3 separate regions of the Mus musculus genome follow, and all the other regions are linked to region 3. A link is a contact called in public promoter capture Hi-C data. All regions are on one chromosome and are shown on one strand. Each heading gives the region's core, a stretch centred on a gene start, on an enhancer-like site or on the middle of the called end of the contact. The rest is flanking DNA. Distances are from core to core; before and after follow the strand shown.

The links. Capture Hi-C pulls out chosen DNA fragments and counts their contacts.
Region 1: a contact with region 3 is called in a promoter capture Hi-C map of adipose tissue, with 2.6 times the contacts expected there. The contact joins the promoter of Mettl14 here to the promoter of Gclm in region 3. A contact is called at or near these places in 1 of 39 promoter capture datasets (pre-B cells) and 3 of 9 other capture datasets (adipose tissue, embryonic stem cells and liver).
Region 2: a contact with region 3 is called in a promoter capture Hi-C map of liver, with 2.0 times the contacts expected there. The contact joins the promoter of Sec24d here to the promoter of Gclm in region 3. A contact is called at or near these places in 2 of 9 other capture datasets (adipose tissue and liver).

Annotation. Positions count from the first base shown.
Region 1 is chr3:123,384,177-123,388,454 of GRCm38.p6, reverse strand. It overlaps Mettl14 (methyltransferase like 14), which reads left to right and starts at 2,465. Exons shown (of 11, transcript NM_201638.2): 1 at 2,465-2,693. The coding sequence starts at 2,628.
Region 2 is chr3:123,265,674-123,269,448 of GRCm38.p6, reverse strand. Sec24d (Sec24 related gene family, member D (S. cerevisiae)) reads right to left here and starts at 1,953. Exons shown (of 23, transcript NM_027135.2): 1 at 1,913-1,953.
Region 3 is chr3:122,243,479-122,247,561 of GRCm38.p6, reverse strand. It overlaps Gclm (glutamate-cysteine ligase, modifier subunit), which reads right to left and starts at 2,005. Exons shown (of 7, transcript NM_008129.4): 1 at 1,451-2,005. The coding sequence starts at 1,576. Gm46822 (a long non-coding RNA gene) reads left to right here and starts at 3,190. Exons shown (of 6, transcript XR_001783970.1): 1 at 3,190-3,691; 2 at 3,796-3,929.

The sequences.
Region 1 (4,278 bases), core at 1,216-3,715, 1.1 Mb before region 3:
TTGGGGAAGGGCTCATGGGGCCCTACTCTCCTAATGAGCTACTGGCTGTATCAACAGATTATGGGCAAGGGACAGTCACTGTTTCTAGTTATGTACCTACTGAGAAGCTCAACAGGCCCCAGCAGATAGTTCCAAACCCACTGTCTTATATATAAGTTAAATATGAGTTAAACTCAGTGGGTCTCAAAACAGAACAAATCTAGATAGACAAATCACCAACCAGCAAACCAAAACAAGTAAATAATCCTATAGACATGAATATGGGTAAGGGACATGTGGGGTGAGCAATAGGGGTCCGGAAAAGACTAGAAGGTGGAGGGTTACAATAATCCAAATGAACTTAATGCATATATAAAACTGTCGAAGAGGAAAATTTTTAAATCATGTTTAAAAGTCACACCTTCTGATGTTGGGAATTAACTTTCATCACATATTTTTGGAAGAAATTAACACATGTAAGAAATGATGGGAAGTGTTCTAAGTATACAATATCTAAGGTATACAATATCTAAGGTATGCAATAGGCAGCTGGATATACAGGTTTGGAGATACCATTCCTCAGGGGCTTGGAGGCAACAGTGCAAATTGTGTGAATCATCAGTCTTTTAAACAAACTGCCTACAAATGGAATTGCTTCCCTAAAGAGTCTGAGTTACATATGGGCTTTGTTTTCATCTCCCTCTTATCCCACTCGCACACACTTGTGATCCTTACCCTGAGATGAACGGATGTACAAACAGGCATGTCAGAATCTACAGGTGTACTGATGCAGTCTAATTTTTTAAAACTTCAGTGGTGGGGAGATTTTAAAAGTCATATCCCTTTGTAAAAAATCCAACAATTCTCTGATGGATCTCATTGACTTCATAAATACTGTGAGATAGTGTGGATCCACTGGTTTTCAGCCCCACTTCATGCAGGAGATCCCAGTTCACATAGTTATTTTAAATGGAGAACATGTATTGGAATAACAGCCTAGAGCTGATGGGACAGAAGGAAGGAGCCGGCATGTTCATATATTTTTTGATCTTTGAGCCTTCATAGACTCCAGAGCTCAGCACAGTACTTGCTATAAGAAATGCTCAGTGAATAAACATCTAGTCCCGGCAGTCATAATTATCAAATAATATAGCTAAGTCTGAAAGAGATATACCTTAACACTATATAGTCAAAATAATTTACAGAAGACTTTTTGAAAATTAACGTTTTTGTCATATAATTCTACTATTATGCAAGGAATTTTTGCTTGATTGTTGTTTTTGAGATGGGGTTTCTCTGTGTAGGTCTGGCTGCCCTGAAATTTGCTCTGTAGACCAGGCTGGCCTCGAACTCAGAGAACTGCCGGCCTCTGTCTCTCGGGTGCTGGAATTAAAGGCATTCGCTACCGCTGCCCGCTCTGTTTGTGTGTTGTTATGAATGACAGGGTTTCACTACGTAACTACCGCTGTTTGCTTGCATTTATTTATTTATTTATTTATTTATTTATTTATTTATATGAATGAATGAATGAATGACAGGGTTTCATTACATAGCCTAGCGCTGCCCGCTCTGTTTGTGTGTTTATGAATGACAGGGTTTCACTACGTAACTACCGCTATGTTTGCTTGCATTTATTTATTTATTTATTTATTTATTTATTTATTTATTTACTACGTAACTACCGCTATGTTTGCTTGCATTTATTTATTTATTTATTTATTTACTACGTAACTACCGCTATGTTTGCTTGCATTTATTTATTTATTTATTTATTTATTTATTTATTTATTTATATAAATGAATGAATGACAGGGTTTCAGCGCTGCCCGCTCTGTTTGTGTGTTTATGAATGACAGGGTTTCACTACGTAACTACCGCTATGTTTGCTTGCATTTATTTATTTATTTGTTTGTTTATTTATTTATATAAATGAGTGAATGACAGGGTTTCATTACATAGCCTAGGCTCCAAACTCCTGGGTCCTCCTGCCTCAGCCCCCCAAGACCCTCTTTCTCTGTTCTTATTTATTTATTTATTTATTTATATAAATAAATGAGTGAATGACAGGGTTTCATTACATAGCCTAGGCTCCAAACTCCTGGGTCCTCCTGCCTCAGCCCCCCAAGACCCTCTTTCTCTGTTCTTTTACAAAAGCTCGCTAACTTGCCAAGGTTACTGAGCGGCGATCCAGTCCTTCACAAGCCGGTCAGTATTGCAGTGAAAGAAACCCACAAGCATCCCTCAAATATTAAAAAGCCAGGACTGGCAGGCGGACAATTGGTTAACGGGAAAAAGAAAAACTTCTTTTATGAGCAGGAAAAACAAAAAACAAAAAAACCGAGCCTAACCCTTCAGGAAAGACTTTAAGCACTAAGAAGATAGCCAAAAGCGGCTCCTCGCCCTCAACCACCACTACATCCCCATTGGGTCTCGTCGTGTGACATCATATCTTCGGCGTCCTGGAGGCGGGACTTCCTGTTCAGGCATAGCCTGTTTCAGGCGCGCCGGAAACTTCCTCCTGAGGGACGTGAAAGTCTCCGGGTCAGAATCTCTGCGGGGCGGGACCCGGTGTTTCCTGGTTTGGCAGGTGGATTTGCATTTTGGCGGGCGCGGAGTCTGTCGGGGTGGTGAGCAGCCGAAGCTGGGGCATGGATAGCCGCCTGCAGGAGATCCGGGAGCGGCAGAAGTTACGGCGGCAGCTCCTAGCTCAGCAGGTGTGCGGCGGGTGGGAGGGAGCATTAGTGCGCGTGCGCGGCCGCCTCTTTTAAAAAAAATTTTTTTTTTTTTTTTTTTTTTTTTTTTTTGGTGAACTCTCACATCAGCATCTGTCAAGGTCTTTGTCCCGGGACTTTTATTCCCTAGTCTACTCGAGTGCCTGTCAGAGTCATTACGTAGAAAACCAACCGCTGCCAGGCTTGGGCTTTCTGTCCCCACCGTGGCGGGCACGGACTTGAGTGGTGGGGGTAGACTTGGGAATTGTCGATGAGTGCAGTGCTAGTAGTTGCTACAAGAGCAAGTGGCAGTTTTAGCCCTTACATTTCACCGTCACTGTTGAAGCAGTGTTTCATGTCTTGCCTTTCTCCCGCGTCAGCTTCAGATTCTTTATTTTTTTTAAGATTAGTTTTTATTTTAAATTATGTGGGGTTTGTCTCTCTGTGTGTATATATATATGTGCACGTGAGCACAGCGCCAGAGGTGTTGGATCTTTCTGGAGCTGGAACTACAGGTAGTTGTGAGCCTCCTGGTGTGGGTGCTTGGGACTTGAACTCAGGTCCTTTGGAAGAGCAGTGCATGTTCTTAATCTTTTCTTGATATTGGTTTTGAAGGAAGTTTGATTATTTTCTTGAGATCCTGTCGAAAGACTCATTGGAAGCCACCTAAGTTAGAGCAAATTTTAGATTCTGCACTTAGAACACAGTCTACCTTCAACCAAACGTTTGAATCCTTACTTGGTAATTTATTAGAGACAGGAGGTGTTACGTTCACTAGTACATTAGGACTAGGTTTCCAAATTTTAACGTTTTTCCCTAGCCAGCCCTCACCAGAGAATTCTCTAAGATTCCTCTCTCTAGAGATTACTTTTCAAACCTTTCGCTTTCATTGAAGCTAGTGAATGAAGATGTGAGTGCTTGCCGTTTAGTAGACCATTCATGCAGGGAATACATACTACAAGTTGTTTTACTTAAAAATCTCAGGCTGTTTTCATTACACCATACAAATCAATATAAGTAATGGAGGGAAATGCTCAAAGCTTGAGTGAGTAAATTTTAGATTTCCAATGAGTCTTTCTCGCCAGGATCTCAAGAAAATAATACAAACTTCCTTCGACACCAGTCTCGAGAATGTGAAGGTGGGCTAGAGAGAGAGGTGGCTCAGTGGTTAAGGTAGAGCGCTGTCATTTCTCATTGCTAAATCTTGGGTTCCTCAAAGAACTTTCTGAAGGAATGACTCGTATTCTGAGATGAGAATTACAAATAGAGAATCAGACAATGCTCTAACTATCGGAAGTGAGTGTTCTGTCCTCTGACCAAGAAGTCGAGAAGATTTTTCTGGAGGAGGTGAACCTGATGAGCATTTCATTATTGGAAGAGAGTTTTCACTGAAGAAATGAGGGCGGCCATGTGAAGTGGTGCAGAGTATTTTGTTGTTTATGCCGCTAACTGGCAGCACTGATATTTTGAATACCTGCTTGCTCTGGGGCTAAAGCGACCACTAACTGCAGATTTTCTTATGCCGTGTTTGTACCTAATACTGCAGCGTTCCTCCTGTGTCCTCAGTCTGACTTGGAAGGTTTTCTGT
Region 2 (3,775 bases), core at 704-3,203, 1.0 Mb before region 3:
CTCTTATCATAGTTATTATCCCCTGAATATGGCTTAAGACATCTCTTAGGAATCCAGTAATGTCATTTCGGGGGTCCCAGGAAATTTCACAGGCACAGATCTGAATAGTAATTGCTACCACGTTTCCCCTGGATGCCTGAATTGCTTTGAACAGTCTCTCATTAGTATTCCTACAACTCTGCATCTTGGTTTCCATGGTCACATTTTGAGAGCGCACCATGCCGTTCAACTGACTGACCACCATGATTACAAGCAGTCTGATGCTTCACAACCTGGATCTTCCTGGTGCCTTCTAATTAGTCTACTTAATCTGTACTTAAGACAAGGAAAAGCCATAGTCCAACAAATATAACCTGAGATAGACATGATGATAGTCTTTGTGAGTCATAATGGGACAAGCCAGTGGCAGCTCCAACCATCTCCGTCCAAGATGCTAGGGCTTCTCTCTAACTTAGATGACGTCACACCTCTAAGAACATAGGCACCTATATTTAAGGAGCTAAAAAAAAAGCCTTTCATATGTGGGTAGTCATAAACAATCACAAATATAACAGTCCCATCTTGACTCTATTCAGAGCCCAAATGCCAATTAGCTTTACACTTTATGTTTCCATGTTTTGCTAAAACAGATATCTCCTAGAGAGGTTTTTAAAAGATACTTTTGTTTATTTGGTTGGTTGGTTTCTGCAGAGACAAGGTTTCCCTTGTAGTCCTTGCTGTCCTGAACTTACTCTGTAGACCAGGCTAGCCTCGAACTCAAAGAGATCTGCCTGCCTCTGACTCCCCAATGCTGGGATTAAAGGTGTGTGCCACCATGTCTGGCTTTCAAAAAAACATTTGTTACAAGACAGGAGGTGCTCTGAAGCCTGGCAAAAGAATTATGATTTGTTTCCTATCTGCCCATGCAAAGCTTTGTGACACAGTAAACTGAAGAGGTTCTTTGGGCCTCAGTTTTCTGTTTTAGAAAATGAAGTGTCCAAAAGCCATATTAGTTGTGAAACCCTGATTCTCTAGTTTCTTTCCAGTTTCTCCATCAAGCATTTGGGTACCTCTCCTTTCTTTCTCGTTGCTGCGGTTTAAGGTAGTGGTTTAAGGTAAAGATTAGTAATACCTTCTAAGTAAGACGTGGGATCTCTTTATTCTGGAAATGGCATGCAAATTTCAAACGTGAAGACTAACATCCATGATTTAGCTTTGTTTTCATATTAAACCTTCAGCTTCCGAGTAGCAACCATGAGTATGATGAGGTCACTGTCTTGCTAACGGAGGACAGAAAGGCAGACAAAGGTCTCTAGTTCACTGTGTTCCTGACAACACTTTCCCTCCTCCCACTGCGCCTAGAGAGACGTGGCAGTCGCTTGGCCCCGTGCAGCCCAGAGCCTTCAGAAGACCGCACCGGCGCACCCACGCAGCAGCTGCGGAAGGGGAGCGGGACAGCGATGCTCACAGCAGGGGACTGGAAGCCGCCCAGCCCTCTTCCCTGGTCCTGGGAGGAATTCGCTTCCTCACCCTTCTCTGCCACGTCAAACTTCCTCACCCAGTACACCAAGTTGCAGAAACCTGACTCAGCTGCAAGCGGCGACATGGCAGAGAGCCACTTGGCACAAACCGGCCTCGAATCCAAACCCCGAGCGCTCGGATTCTACAAAGACACCCTTCCCCTTCCACTGTCACCCGGGACAAGTTCGCGTTTCCCTCTAATGATGTCCCGGAGCTGAACACTGTAGTTGCCATTTTCCCTCGGAATATTTCCAGCCCTCTCCTCCTCCGGGAACCAGAGAGCCAAGTTGATGGGGAGTCGCGGTGCAGCCGCGTGTGGACGCTCCGCACCCTCAGCCCGAACCTGCTGTACCTGTGGCTCCCCTTCCTCCCCACCCTCCTCCCTGCGCCCTGCGCCCCGCGTCTGCCGTACCTGCTCTGCACGCTCCGCGCCCCGCGCCGCCGCCGCCGAGTCGCTCTGGGTTGCTAGTGCCACGTCAGGCGCCCGGGCGCGCGCGCGTGCTGGACCCGCTCGCTCCCGCGGCGCGCCCTGGCGGGGGCGGGGCCGCACCTCCCACTGCGGTCTCGCGCCTCTTTCCGGGTCTTTTCCTCTAAGCTTTTCCTTCGCGAGGCCCCGCCTCCTCCAATTTGTCAAAGATCCTCCGGAGCCGGTGGCAGGGGACTTGGGTGGGGTGAGGAGGGCGCGCTCTGGGTTCAACAGGTGGCACTGAATCGCTGCGCTGCGCTCGCCTTACTGGAAGCGACGCGTGTCGGGGAGTGCTCAGTGGCCAGAGGAATCTGGCGCGTGGACAGACAATTTGATGACGTCTTCCAGCACAACCACAGAAGGAAGGAAGGCCCACGACAGCCTGGTTCTGTGTGAAACGAGACGCTCAGCTGAGGTGTCCTCAAGGAAGCAAAGGGTTGCAGGACCTCCGTGGGCTTGCCCACTTAACTGGGTGTGCCCCACCCACAAACAGGAACTGGCCTGTGTCAAAGGTAGATAACTTTTAGCTCACCTTTGGACAGAAACAGTTGAGAAACACCTATTTGGCCCTAAAATCAGGACCAATAGGCCACACTCCAAAAATGTCTCACTATCAGAGAGAAAGTATGAGTTCAGTCCGCAGCCGAGCTGCGAGTTTGGGGAATCTATGAAAGTTTTATGAAATAAAAGCAGCCTAGTGATTTTGCCCTCACTGTGTGCCTCCTTCTGAGGAACCAGAAATAAAAGCTCCCTAAAGCTTGACTAATCAAAAGCTACCTGAGTAACTTTTCCTGTTGCTGTGATAAAATACTCTGGCAACCACAACTAAAAGGAGAAAATGTTTATTTTGGTCCACAGTTCAAGGGAGTAATCCATCTTGATGCGGTAGCTTGAGGCAGCTGATCACTATGCGGGCACAGTCAGGAAAGCAGAGAGCAATCAGTGCTTGTGTCTGGCTCTTTTTATGCAGTCCAGGATGCCAGTCCAGGGAATGATGTCCCACACACTGGGCGGGTCTTCTCAGCTCAATCCATCTATGCTCAATATAGATCCTCTCAGACCTGCCAGGTCTTCTTTTAGAATTATCATTATCAAGACATGTTGTTGTTGTTGTTTGAGACAGGGTTTCTCTTTGTAGCCTTTGCTGTCCTGGAACTCACTCTCTAGACCAGGCTGGCCTCAAACTCAGCAATCCACCTGCTTCTGCCTCCCAAGTGCTAGGATTAAGGACATGAGCCACCATCACCCACAGTATTAGGAATTTTGAGGCAACTGTGTCAACTGTTTATCACTAAAAAAGAAACCAATTTAAAGGGTAATAATTTGCATTGTCTCAGTCTCTAAGGTTTCAGTCCTAAGTCATCTTGCTGAACTGCTATAGGTGTCTGAAGATGCAAAGCATCGTGACAGGCAGGAGGACTGACACAGTAAAGCCGCTCATGTCACAGTAGCCAGGAAGCAAAGAGGGAGACATAGAGGGTCCCCAAGCAAGCCACAGCCCCCATTCCTGACCCTGGTGAGTGATCTAGGCCACGCAACTTTCTTCTTCTTCTTCTTCTTCTTCTTCTTCTTCTTCTTCTTCTTCTTCTTCTTCTTCTTCTTCTTCTTCTTCTTCTTCCTCCTCCTCCTCCTCCTCCTCTTCCTCTTCCTCTTCCTCTTCCTCTTCCTCTTCCTCTTCCCCCTCCTTTTCCTCCTCCACCTCCTCTTCTTCCTCCTCCACCTCCTTAGATAAGACACCATGACCAAGGCAATTTAGAGAATGTTTTTACTGAGGATTTACAGTTTCAGAGGAGTAGAGCTCATAGCCAT
Region 3 (4,083 bases), core at 756-3,255:
TCAAAGAATAAGAACATTAAAAACAAACAAACGTTGCAAGCTACTGCAGTGTGTTGTGGAGAGATAAGGTGCAAAGGGTACACTGAACCCAGTGCCGGGAGGAGCTACGGCTCTAAGCCAAGATGCAGAGACACCTTTGAGAGAAACAGGCCAAGTGGGCAGTTCAAACAGCGGCCCAACTCAGCTGGAAGCTGAGCACAGGCTGGGCTAGGGAGCTGGTTCCCCAATCTGACCAGTGAAGGCTCTCAACTTACAACGAAGGAGTCCAGGCGCTCTTGTAGAGCCTGCCTCACTAAAAGAGCAGAAGCCCGTCTGTCTCTGACCACTGAGACCGACCTTACAATATGACCTAACTTAGGAAATGTAGCCTTTAACCAGGATTTGTTTACCTTTCTGATGATCCAGTTGATAACAAGCATGTTGTGTGCAGAGTATTTTCATACCCCATCTTTTCCTTACCACAACTACTTGATGAGAGAATATTACTCAAGGTTAAAGTTATAGCCGGGAAAACAGTCTCAAAGTCAAATAGCTCCTAGGTGTAACTGTTTCTTTTTTAAAATGTTTCCATTTATCTTATTTATTTTTTGAGCCAGGACCTCATCACATGGTAGCCCAGGCTGGCCTCGAATTCTACATTCTATTGCCTTAGCCCACTGAGGCTGCGTATTAGAAGAGCCCACCACCATACCCAGCTTATTACTCCCCACACATAATTGCACATCTGTCTTGTTTTGTTGTTTTAAGTAGTATACATGTTCCATATTATCAATACGCCTCTGCAATGAGTTGCACGGTCCATGGAGAACCACTGGCTCAGGAATGGGCCATTAACACAAATATAACACATTTTAATTCTAGATTAATCTGTCACTTCCAACTACACATTAGGTTTTTTGGGGGCGTGGGGGTTGGGGCTGACACTGGGTAGCCCTAGCTGTCCTGGAGTTCAATATACAAACCAGGCTGACCTCGAACTCAGAGATCCTACTGCTATTGCCTCCCTAGGGGCCGGGATTAAAGGCGTGTACCACCTGCCCCTCTTTAATGGTTTTGAAGCAAATACAATGTTAACATCCAGTAAGTTATTTGTCCCAAATCCAAATTCAGTACAATAGAGAAAGCAATGTCAACAATATCAAAGTTAAACCTATTGTTAGTCCATCTACCAAACACTAAACCTTTATCTTTCCTTTACCTTGGCTAAGGGAGAGGGACGGAAGATGAAGACGCGGGGCTGCAGTGGCTCTGTCCAGCCAGACAGGGGACCCGGTGGCCCTCAAGAGTTGTGCGATCAACTCCGACCGGCGGAGGCGCCCCTCGCCCCGCAGTGGCACCTGCCAAGCCGGGATAGTACCCAGCTCACTTCGGTACCTCCGAAGCGGGTCGAGCTCCGGAGAGCCCTGCTTGTCCCCACTTCGAGGAGACCCTCGGCCCCCACCGTGCTCACCTCCTCGCTGTGCGTGGACGGGCACTTTTTTCGCAGGCGGCCCCAGTTGAGCAGGTTCCCGGTCTGCAGGTGCAGGGTGCTGGCCCGCGCCAGGAGCGCCCCGGCCGCGCGGCTGTCGGTGCCCATGGCAGCTGCCGCCGGAGGGGACCGGGTAGCGCCGGAGCCGCGGAGAGATGGCGAGCGGGCGGGCAGGCGGGCGGGCGAGTGGGCAGACGGCTGCCTCGCAGGGCGCGGCGGTGCCCCAGGCCCCAGAGGAGAGCGCGAGGCTGCCGACTCCGCGCGGCCACAGCCCGGTGTGCGCTCGGGCCCGAGGAGGCCGGGCGGCGACGGAGAGGCGGTCCCGGAGGGAGGGAAGGAAGGGAGGGAGGCGCCGGCGCGGACGGTCGCTGCGGCTTCTGCGGCCGCCACCGCCGCCGCCGCTGAAACGAGGGAGCTGTTTCCTGGAAGACAATGACTAAGCAGAAACCTCACCCGAGAAAGTGCTTCGTAACCGTTACTCGTCCCGCGGCGGGCCAGGGGCGGGGCGCAGGCCCGCGGGTGACTGGCCCTCGGCCTGCGGCGGGCGTGGCGCCGGGCGGCCGGGAGCGGGCGGCGCCGCGGGGGAGAACAGCGCGCGGACGTGCGCCCCCTGCCGGCCAGAGCGCGGCGCGCGGCCTACGCCGCCAGCGCCTCGTGAGAGTTGACGGTGCGCCCGGGAGCGCCGCTCAGCCAATGGCCGCCCGCGCTGCGGCCCTGGACACGCCCTCTTCGAGAGGACCGCCGGAGGTCCATCCTCCCAGGCCTTGAGAGCGTGCCTGCTTCTGTGTCTAAGGAGCTGATGCGATGGCGCGAGTGTCTCATTGCCCGCGCCCCGCTCTGTTTTTTAAATTTATTTTTATTTTTTCCTTTTGCTTTGCTTTGCCCAAGAGTCTTTCCCCCAAACTGATCATTCTTCTTCCAGCGTGTTGATTTACCTATTTGCTGGTGCTGTATGAAACCAGAGAGTACAACTTTAATTTTCCCCTTTCAGAAGCCTAATCCTTCGAGAGAAAGGCCTCAGCCCATGAAACATTAAACAATAAAAATACCACGGGGCAGTTAGTTTCCAGGTCAGTTAAGCATAAGGAACAGATGGTAACAGAGAACGTTTTATGATTCACACTTTTACAAGTTGTTCGTGATTCTTCCCCATTCCCACTGGAGATGGCTGGGTATAATAGCAAACTGACCGTTTATTAAAGTTTTACCCAGGAAACAAACTTTTTAACAAACCAGTCAGGTATGTTAGAGCCAGGTGAGATTTTCATTATAAGGCGGCAAAATCTTTTCAAAAGAAACATGAATCTGAGTTGGTAAACTACTAAGAAATAGGAAAGGCTGGAAGATCGTTCCAGAAAAAGTGAGGCTGGTGTTGGGTACATCTTTGTGCACATCCAATGAGCAAGAATCCATGGAGAAGAGGTTTCCCAGGAGCAGCCCCTCACATGGCCTTACTTAAATATAAACAATTGATTCTTCTGATGAATTTTTTATGGTCATTGTTAGACTTTTGATTATATTCTCTTAAAAGTCCATGTAAATATTTGGTTAAAACTTAGTGGTCGCCGGGTGGTGGTGGCACACGCCTTTAATCCCAGCACTTGGGAGGCAGAGGCAGGTGAATCTGTGAATTCATGGCCAGCCTGGTCTACATAGAGAGTCCCAGGACAGCCAGAGCTAGGTAGAGAGACTCTGTCTCAAAACAAACATACAAAAATATTGTTTATTTGTGTGTATGTGTGTTTTCTTCCATGAGTTTATGGGCACCGTTCAGGGCCCCTGGAGGCCACAGGACATCAGATCTGCCGTTGGGTAGGTAGTTGTGATGAGTTACTAAGAGAAGGTATGGTGAGTCCTTAGTTCAGTACTTGGCTTATAATAAATGTTCAGTAAGTGAGAACTACTATTTATGGTGCTGGGGTCGAAGGCTTACACATGCGTTCTGACAGTGGGCATCCCTAGCCCTCAAAATTGTTGTTGTATTCTACTCTCTCCTGTTATAACCTGACTATCACAGGCTGGCACACTCAGGAGTGCACGGAGGACTTCACGTTGTTTCTGAGATGTACATTTGTAGACCCTTTGAGACCACACGTGGTAGCACGCGCCTACAATTCCTCCACTCGGCAGGCTGAGGCAGGATCCTCGGAGGGAGGATCAGGAACCCAGTGTTAGCCTGGGCTGTGGAATGCAAATACCTACTTTAAAACAACCAACGGACAGGTGGGCGGAGGAACCTAAGCGCTGTATTTTAAACTCTTTACTGGTTCATATTACAGGTGATTTAAATTCTTTAATGTGTCTGTGCATGATTTATATGCTTTCAGTGCCTTGCATATTTTACTTAATAATACTGTTGCTGTAACTCCATGGTTTCTTGGTGAAGAGAAAAGTAATCTACATTTCCTTTGGCTGCAGAAGAAAGGGATACAAGCCAGAAGAACTTGGCTGCAAAGTCATTGTGAGTCTGCTCTTTTGTCTCGGGGAGGGGGGGGGGGGAGGTGCCTTGCTTCCTCCTTGGGTACACTGTAAGCTTTGTTTTCAGGAGCCTTAACCCTCTCCTGGGAAGGACCAACAAACAGAACTAAGGGGTGGCGGGGATACATGGAAAAGTA